Linked DNA regions of Oryza sativa: region 2 is linked to region 1. The links are chromatin contacts, called in public HiCAR-type maps. All regions are on one chromosome and are shown on one strand. Each heading gives the region's core, a stretch centred on a gene start, on an enhancer-like site or on the middle of the called end of the contact. The rest is flanking DNA. Distances are from core to core; before and after follow the strand shown.

What was found. HiCAR-type assays count read pairs that join an accessible place to other places.
Region 2: a HiCAR-type map of leaf shows a contact between it and region 1, with 1.8 times the contacts expected there. The contact joins the promoter of LOC4334431 here to the promoter of LOC4334419 in region 1. A contact is called at or near these places in 1 of 15 Hi-C or Micro-C datasets (leaf) and 1 of 4 datasets of contacts at active chromatin or transcription factors (leaf).

Annotation. Positions count from the first base shown.
Region 1 is chr3:34,080,120-34,084,703 of ASM3414082v1, forward strand. LOC4334419 (stem-specific protein TSJT1) reads left to right here and starts at 2,513. Exons shown (of 5, transcript NM_001418768.1): 1 at 2,513-2,676. It overlaps LOC4334418 (heat stress transcription factor A-2e-like), which reads left to right. Exons shown (of 2, transcript NM_001418769.1): 2 at 1-954. The coding sequence ends at 601. It also overlaps the pseudogene LOC4334420.
Region 2 is chr3:34,217,191-34,221,774 of ASM3414082v1, forward strand. LOC4334431 (auxin-responsive protein IAA14-like) reads right to left here and starts at 2,558. Exons shown (of 3, transcript NM_001418780.1): 1 at 2,309-2,558; 2 at 1,878-2,222; 3 at 1,251-1,784. The coding sequence starts at 2,499. The coding sequence ends at 1,727. LOC4334430 (rRNA-processing protein efg1) reads left to right here. Exons shown (of 8, transcript NM_001418779.1): 8 at 1-48.

The DNA of each region.
Region 1 (4,584 bases), core at 1,263-3,762:
GAAGAGGGACAAACATCTGTTGATGGCTGAAGTGGTGAAGCTGAGGCAGGAGCAGCAAAACACAAAGTCAGACCTGCAAGCTATGGAACAGAAGCTACAAGGTACTGAGCAAAAGCAACAGCACATGATGGCATTCTTGTCACGAGTTATGCATAATCCTGAGTTCATACGCCAGCTGTTCTCCCAGAGTGAGATGAGGAAGGAGCTTGAAGAGTTCGTCTCAAAGAAAAGAAGGCGCCGCATTGACCAGGGACCTGAACTTGATAGCATGGGTACCGGTTCTAGCCCCGAGCAAGTGTCACAGGTAATGTTTGAACCACATGATCCAGTGGATTCACTTTTCAATGGTGTTCCATCAGATCTTGAAAGTTCATCTGTTGAGGCCAATGGAGGCAAGGCGCAACAAGATGTTGCTTCCAGTAGCTCTGAACACGGGAAAATCAAGCCATCTAACGGAGAGTTAAATGAGGATTTCTGGGAGGACCTGCTGCACGAGGGTGGGCTCGATGAGGATACCAGGAACCCCGCTATAGATGATATGAACTTGCTGTCTCAAAAGATGGGCTACCTCAACTCAAGCAGCACCAAATCGCCACAGTAGTAGCTCTGGTCTGATCTTGCTGCAGCTCCAACGACCCTTGAGTACTTGTTAATCAAGCTTGTCATTATACTTATCCGCTTTGAGGATGATCAATTTGAGTAGGTCTCCTCCCCCATGGTGATGATCTTATGGTAGCATCAGCTGTACATACTATTGCCGCAATAATTACCATCGTATTCTGTTCAGCTTTGTGGAATTAGTTTTGGATCTGAATGTATGGTACTTTGACAGTGGACTTGAGGGTGCTGTATGTACATATAACAGTCTAACTAAATGCAGTTGTGCGTTGTAATGATGTATAGTTTTGCTTCATTTCGGAGTATGTTTATGTGCTACGCGATTGTGTTTTCGTTCCACTTAACCTAAAGTTGGGTTGCCCCGCGTAGAGCAATAGAGGCACTCCTTAGCACCTCGGTAACTAGGTGCTTTTTAAGCTACTCTTGTTGGCAATTTCCTTTGGTTTGATAGTCGGATCTTATCTCTTTTTTTTTATAAAGAAATCAAGCCTTCCTTCTTAGCCTTGAACAGCCACCGCCCCTGGCATCTCCTCTGTAAACTGGATCTCTTCTCTCAATCAAACAACCGAATCTGGAAAGGGCGAAATCGTCCGATTTTAACATGAAAGGTGATATTAATCGTCCAATTTCATTCCTCGCAGATCAGCTATTTGAAGCATATGCTTGAAGAGGTGATTCCATGGAAAGGCTTGCGAGCCATGAAACGAGCCGAACCGAGCTCATGTCTACGGTTCCGTTTCAGGCTCGGGAGGCAGTGTCAGCACAGACCGATTCGGGCCAAAGCGGCATGATTAGCCTACAAGGCCCATTAGGAAGAGAAATTAGGCCAAGGGGGAAAAAATATGAAAGGACCCCACATGCGGAAAACAACGTACTTAAGCGCGTAACAGTTGAACCGTAAATAAAAACCGCTACACGCACAATATTAAACTCATTTCATTTCATAGTCCATTTCGCACTCACTAATATAAAATTTAGAAAATATAATAACTAAAACTAGTACTAAGCGAACAATAAACTCACTTATCCGTTCCCACCTCCATACGCACACGATTGTGCCACTGACAGAGCAGGGGATAGAGAGAGGAATTATGAATGAGAAGAAATGGATAATGACTGGTACGTGGGCCGCTATAACTTTTTCTAAAATTTTGTACGTATCTATCTACCAGTGTCACTTAGGATAAAACCATTTCATATTAAATAAGGGTAATTCGTAAAGATTACCGTGGAAGTTCACCAGAATATTCGGTTTGAGAGTTTATGCACTAAATTGGACTACCGTGGAAGTTCACCAGAATAAATCGGACCTTTTCAAACTATGATTGTGAGTGGACCAAATTATACTTACCGAGCATTAAACATAATAAAAACATCACCATTTACCCGCTATCCAGTTGAGCAAAGTACTAGCTAAAGGTACTCCATCCGATTAAGATTACAAGACGTTTTGACTTTAGTCTATGTATATAGTTGCTTAATTGACTTGTCATTAGTATGATACTACTCCATCCATCTTAAAATATAAGGGATTTTAGATTGATGAGATATTTTTCATCCTAAAATATAAGGGATTTTGGATGGATGATTTTAGTGATAGATTCTTTGTCCCGATACGAAATATTATGAAGTGTCTCGTTTGTCCAAAAAATTTTTATAGTTAGGATGGAGGGTAGTAAAAAAGAATTTACTAGTACTATATTTGATTAGTCAGAAATTTTCTTGTCTTAGACTAGCAAGAAATTAAGAGGACGTAACACTCCCCCCTCCGGTCCAGTTGTGGATTAGGATCTTCTTCAGTCAACTATACGTCTGTATCGTCGTGTATTTATTACTGACACGTGGATCCGATGATTACTGGGTTCATATGTTAGTGGCAAATTCACGCTTCATTGTATAGAGGATCTCAATCCCTTGCTGGTTGCAATAGCACGAGAAATATATATAAAATTAAGGCAAAACGGTGGGAGGGCGGAGGTGGTTGAGGTGAAGCGAGGCCTCGCCGCATCTACCGGAGCGGCGTAGCCGGCGATCGGAGATGACGATCCCGAGAAGAAGGTGAGTCGGCGATGCCCCCCCCCCCCCCCCCCCACACTAGCGAAGTAGCGCTAATTTAGGATTTTAGGTGATGTCCAATCGGAGAGGATTTTAGGGTTTGTGCGCTTGCAACATCGCGTGATGAGCTCATCCGAGGATGACTTGTACTTGGCCTGTCGAGCAGCACATCCCCTCCGTGATCTGCTCCAGGACGCCGCGCCTCTCCTCGTCGCTCCACGCGTCGTCTCTCGCCGCCGCGGCCTCCCAGGCGCCGGGGCCCTTGTGCTCGACGTGCCCACGCTTGTACAGCGCGACGCGGCGCAGCGCCGACGTCGACGCCTCCATGGCGAACCTCACGAGCTGGACATGCCGCCTCTCCGCGCTCCGGAAGCCCATCACCACCAGCTCCTTCAAATGGCGGTGCCGCGAAGCCGAGTTCGGCCATGGCCCGGCTGCACCACCTCCTCTTCGCTGTGATGGTGGACATGGAGGGTCTCCAGCAATGGCGTCGCCTCGACGAGGAGGCGTGGCCACGATGCGTCCCAGGATGGAGGCACGTCGGCGACGAGGAGCCGCCGCAGCTTGGGCATCGGGGCGAAAGGGCTCGTCGGCAAGAACAAGATCCACATGTACGGCCCGGTGAAGCGCAGGACGAGATCGGTGATGCCATTGGCGTTCTGGAGGAACTCCCTGATGCTGGGGATCAAGAAGCGCAGCCTCCTGCGCTCTATGGCCGGGAACAGCTCGTCCCCTTGCAGGGAGCCAATGGCGTGCTCGAGGCTCACGCGCTGGAGGTACGGCGCGGCGTCGGGGTGCGTCAGAAACACGGCGTCTCCATTGCTGGCGAGGCTCTCCAGCATGGGGAGCGACCTGATCTCGACCGCCATGTAGCCGCCGTCGACGACGAGCTCCCTGATCCGCGACATCGGCGCGTCCAAGGTGAGCGGGCACCCGAATTTCCGGGACCTGCAGGAGCTGAGATGCAGGGATTGCAGCTGCGGGCACGCGGCGACCACGCGGTACACGGCGGGCCGCGTCGAGCACGGCAATCCTTGCAGGACGAGAGTGGCGAGCGAGCCAAACCCCTGCAGCGGAGGGGGCAGGCAGTTGCGAAGCTTGAGCCTCCGCAGCCGCGACGCGCCGGGGTCGCGGCTGATGCGGCGAAGGGGGAAGCTGTAGACCGGCGGCGGGTGCATGATCGGCCCCGTCGGCACGGCGGACACCTCGAGGTCCGTGACGCCCCAGGAATCGACGGCGGTGACGACCAGCTGGTTGATGCAGGGGGAGGCGTCGAAGTCGAACACCTCCAGCGACAGCCTGGTCGCACGCCGGCGAGCCGCCAAGAGGGCCCTGACGGAGCCGGCCATGGCGCGCATGGCGCGGCGCTCGTACCGCCCGGTGGCGGCGTCTAGCCTCGCGCATTCTCCTCGCGCGCGGTGACCGACCTCCTGGCCTTGCCGCGGATGGCAAGGCACCGGCGGTAGCGCGGCGGCAGCAGGTCGGTGACTCGGAAATCGAGGGCGGGGAGCTCGCGCGGGACGGCCGCCCAGCGCCTTGACAGCGCGGCGGTGGCGAGCGCGTCGCGGGTGTCGAGGCGGCGCAGGATGAGGTGGAGCAGGTCGTCCGGGAGAGCGCTGAGGCGGTCCTCGCCGCAGGCTCGCCGTCGCCGCCGATCCTTGTTGCTCCTAGTCCTAGCCATCGGAGAACAACCCCCCAAGTGGAGTAGTATTGCTCTTGCTCTGCTCTAATTTCTAAAATTCAGTGATGATTCGTGGTGGGGAATTTGCGATCGATTTATATAGATGCGTCGACTTGTCGAGGGGAGGGATCCGATTCCGATCTGGGGTTGTGGACCACCAATCCGAACCGGGCAAGGGATTTGGTATTTTTCCCCAAACTCAAGTACAGGATTTTTAAACCTACCAAGAT
Region 2 (4,584 bases), core at 1,308-3,807, 140 kb after region 1:
CCACACTGTATTTTTACCTACTAGTATCAATGTTATACAGTGCAGCTACATTATCTCTGTCGTTTGCTGGCATTTTGGCCAGGTTTTCTCTTGCAGCCATGCATGCATGCATCGCCTATGTGGTGTAGTAGGTCAGTATCAGTAGGTCCCGGTTATGACCTGTGCTGCTGTGCACAGTTTGTGACATTCTGGGCTGCAGTAAAGTTCCAGGTACCATCGTTATCAGTGTGGCTCACTCGCCTCTGCATCCTATGCTATGATCCATATGATGTGTCGTCATTCCATGCATGTAGTTTTCCCACACCACCTTAAAATGAGTTCATCTTTAACCTTTACCATTTGTACTAAAATAATTTTACTTCTTTCTTTTTATCTATTGCATCGATGAGTTTCATTTCTTCAATACCCCCATCTACACATCCATTAATACTATTTTTCTTATTAATAGAAGGTACTTTGGTGTTTTTCACTTTGTATTAATTTGCATTCCAACGATGAAAGATGAAGTTATTTTGGGATAGAGGTAGCTTGTTTTTCTTTTGATTTTGCCGTGCATTTGGATGCTTCTGCTGCTGTGATCTCTCTTGATGGGTACTATGTGACGTCTCTGTTATTCTTTTCAAGCGTACACCCTGTGCAAGACTGGAACGTAACAGGAGCTTTGGGAAAATCGAATGGATGGATATGCATCTCTCTCTTTGGAAAATTGAATGTACTATCCTTGTACTACAATTTCCTGCCTAGCAGGTGTAGTAGTTGAGACTTAATAGTAGGAGCATCTCTGAAGGCGATTACTCAGTGAGCAGGTAATAATCTGATGGCTGATGCACCGTCAGGTGCAGTAGTTGCAGTACTGTTGAGATGGTGAGAGAGACTGCATGGCCATTACTGCCAGATTTGTGAGATTAATGGACAGTAGATGCGTGATTGATTACAAGAATTAAAGCAGAATACATAAATGAGTAGTATGCTGAGATCTGGCGCCTTCAAGTGCTTGTCGTTCTTCACTTGTACTCCATATACGATAGTGAACTTCAAAGGCATACTACACATGAAAAAGGAACAGCAACGAGAAAAGAAGATTGGTCTTGTTTCAGAGAAAAGAAAAGAAGATTGGGAGACAATTCTTGATGTGACAAGGTCTCGTTTTGACAGTTAACGTACTGTTCTTGTTTTTTTATGACTCTGGTCAGCATCAGTAAATCACACAGAGATTAAAAGGAATCAAACAGCTGGGAGGAAATTAAAATGACCAAACTTCCAAGTTTCTCTTTCTTCAGCTCTCAGATTTCTTCAGTGACACAACAGAAGCTAGAAAAAAAAAAGCTTTAAAAAAAAGGCATGTGTACACAAATCTGCAGAACTAGCAGTTGCCATTTCCAACAACCAAAATCTCAGCTAGATTATTCTGTACATAGGAGTACTGCAGCTCTGCTCGATCGATCATATCCTCCTCCTCACCAACTCCGATCCAACTGAATCCTGAACTTTTTTAGAATTCAGATCCTTGGATATCTCATCTACACATCTACGTAGAACAAAAACAAGATGCATCCACGTGTAAGTGTCCTTCTTGGCCAGCCGTCCGATCGCCATGCATGACGATGTCCACGGATAGATCTCATCTCTCTCATGCATGAAGCCTTTTTTCTGTGAGATGTCTACTCCATGCATGCATCGGCGAAAATTTTTTCTTCAGCTCGACGCCTTTCGATTTCGATATATATCATCTCGCCTCAGATCCTCGCATTATCCGCAGCTTCTTGCAAGAAGAGATGAACATGCTGCAAAAGCACAAAAAGATTCAAATTAGAGACAAATAAACACACAAGATTTTCCATGGATGGATAATTAACATGTGTGTGTATGGTGCTTACTCCCAGGGCACGTCGCCGGCGAGCATGAGGTCGCCGTCCTTGTCCTCATAGGCGACGGCGAAGTGGGCGGCGGAGGCGGAGGCGTCGGCGGAGAAGCAGCCGAAGAGCGCGTCGAGAGCGTCCCTGAGCTCCCTGTAGCCGCCGTACATCCGGAGGTCGACCTTGCGGAGGTATGGCGCCCCGTCCATGCTCACCTTCACGTACAGCCCTCCTCCCTTATTCTTCCTCCCTTGATCCGTCTCGCCGCCGCCCTTCCCCTTCGCCGCCGCCGCCGTCGACGACGACGAAGACTGGAACGTGCTCCTCCTGTACGACCCCACCGGCGGCCACCCCACCACCTGCACTCTGCTCACCCACACAAGAAATTGTAAGATTGGCTGCAAATCGAGCTGGCACACATGGCGAGAGAGAGAGCTAGAGCTAGAACTTACTTGGACGCCGGCGAGGCGCCGTCTTCGACGTCCCGGGCGCCGGCGCCGCCGCAGCAGGCCGTGCCGGAGGCCTCGCTCTTCACCGTCGACGACGCCGACCGCCGCTTCTTCGCCGCCACGCCGTCACCGCCGCCGCTGCCGGGCAGCCCGAGGCGCAGCTCCGCGTCGATGCTCTCCGCCGCCATGGCCATCGATCGAGAGAGAGAGCTAGCTCGTCGGCGTTCGTCGCTGCGACACTGACCTCGTCGTCTCGTGCTGCTTTGGTTGCGCGTCGCGTTATATAGAGCGGTTAGTTAGTTGTTGCGTGCGTGCCCTAGCATGTGAGTATGCCAGGTGGGCCCGGGAGACAGGGAGGACGCATGGTTGGGTGGGCCCCATCGGGCAGACAGGTGGGGCCAGACGCGATGGGCTAGGTCGGGTACTTACTCGGGTCGGGTATAGATTCCCCGCGGTGGGCGGGGGCGCTGTTCGTGCACGTCGGGGGCAGCGCATGTGGGGGTGACGGGTGGGGCCCACATGTCGGTGTGGGGGGGGGGCACGCGTGCTGGCGGGGGTGCCACGGTGTGGGGCTCACACGTGTCGTCGCGACGCGGGCAGTCTGGTTTTGGTTGCATGGGGCCACGTCACGCGCTCCGGTGTGCATGCGTAGCTGGAACGGATAGGCACCTGTCATTGCCCTGCATACGTCATACTCATTCTCGCATTTCTACGCCGGTTTCCAAGACGATAATACATCCCTACTCCCTCAAAAACCCAATTCTCCCGATAAATTTGGAGATACATAATGTTTAAATCATTATTATTAGAACTAAGTTGTAGAGAGCAGATATTATTTTTTTTAAAAATAAAGTACAAACGTAGACGCTCACAACACGTGCACACTCATCCCTATAAATACATGCACGTACATTCTACCTCTACGAGCATATCTGTAAGATTGGACAGTATATTTTGAGATTGTGTCAGCATAGAATGGGGGGGACGGCCCTAATGTTGTGTTGGCCGGGTTGCGGGCGGATAAAAGCGGACGTGGGGACTCGGGTCGGGGCACAGCGTAACTAAGATAAGAGAGCCATTCCATTTAGGGCGAGACAGAATGGGCGGGCACAAGCGGTCTGGTGTCCGAGCCGATTGGTCAGACGGTGAAGAAGTTATCACGAACACCTTATTGTCGAGAGTTAATTATCTGAATATTCTTTTGATTATATTATTGGGAATTGATTTTTATAGATGGATATAGTCCGAAGTTAGTTTTTTTTTTTAAGGATCGAGGGGATTGGTAAATTTTGTAGCACCTTTTTGCCGAGAGAGTTTGGTGTGGTTCAAATCCAGATGAGTGAGTTTATTAACCCAAACTTTCATGTGAACCGTGTCGGATCGTCAAAGGTGATACGCGTACGTGTGCATGCAAATATGCAATGCAAAGCATGGTATCCAGCTAAGCGCAAAACGGATCCGGGCCAGACATGCACACGCAACCCAATCGCCCACGAAACTTTTTTGCATGCATATGGCAAACGGAAAATATGGCATTCATATGTCTTAATTATCACTGAAAAGGCAAAAAAAAAAAGAAGAAAAACACACTCCCTCGCTTCATATTATAAATTATTTATCTTTTTCTAATCAAACTTTTTATAAAAATATAGTAGTATTTTCAATACAAAACAGACATATTATCAAAATACATTTAATGTTAGATTAAATAAAACTAATTTGATATTTTATATGTTTCTAATTTTATCTATAAATTTGATGAGAGTTAATAGGGAAAAAATCAAATTATATTAAAACGGAGGGAGTAGCTAGTAGACGAAGCTAGGTGAGGAGGATGGTCACGCAGTTATCGTGTTGCACGGTTGCCGTGACAAGCAACCAACAAACCCAACCAGGTGATCTGTCTATCCCAGATCGTAAACCGGAGGGGGAGGTGCGAACCAAACATGCTTTTGGTGTTGGGTTGGTGTGTGTCCCCTCTCGACAGCGATCGAGCCGTGCGATCGAGCACGCACGCCACCGCCCCTCCATCGCGTCCTACGTCTATCTGTATCTGTCACCTCTCGCATGCACCGTGTGCTCCATCGCTGTCACGTCACCAACAGCTAAGCTGACTCCGATCCATCTCGTTAATCTCACGAACTACTCCTACTCTTCTTCTTTTTCTGATGAAGACGACGATGGAATGGATGCATGTTCAGGAGACGGCATTGCCATATGTAAACCGTGGAACCAGGATTTAAGTATGACTGTATGAGAGACCTAAGAGTATGGTGGAG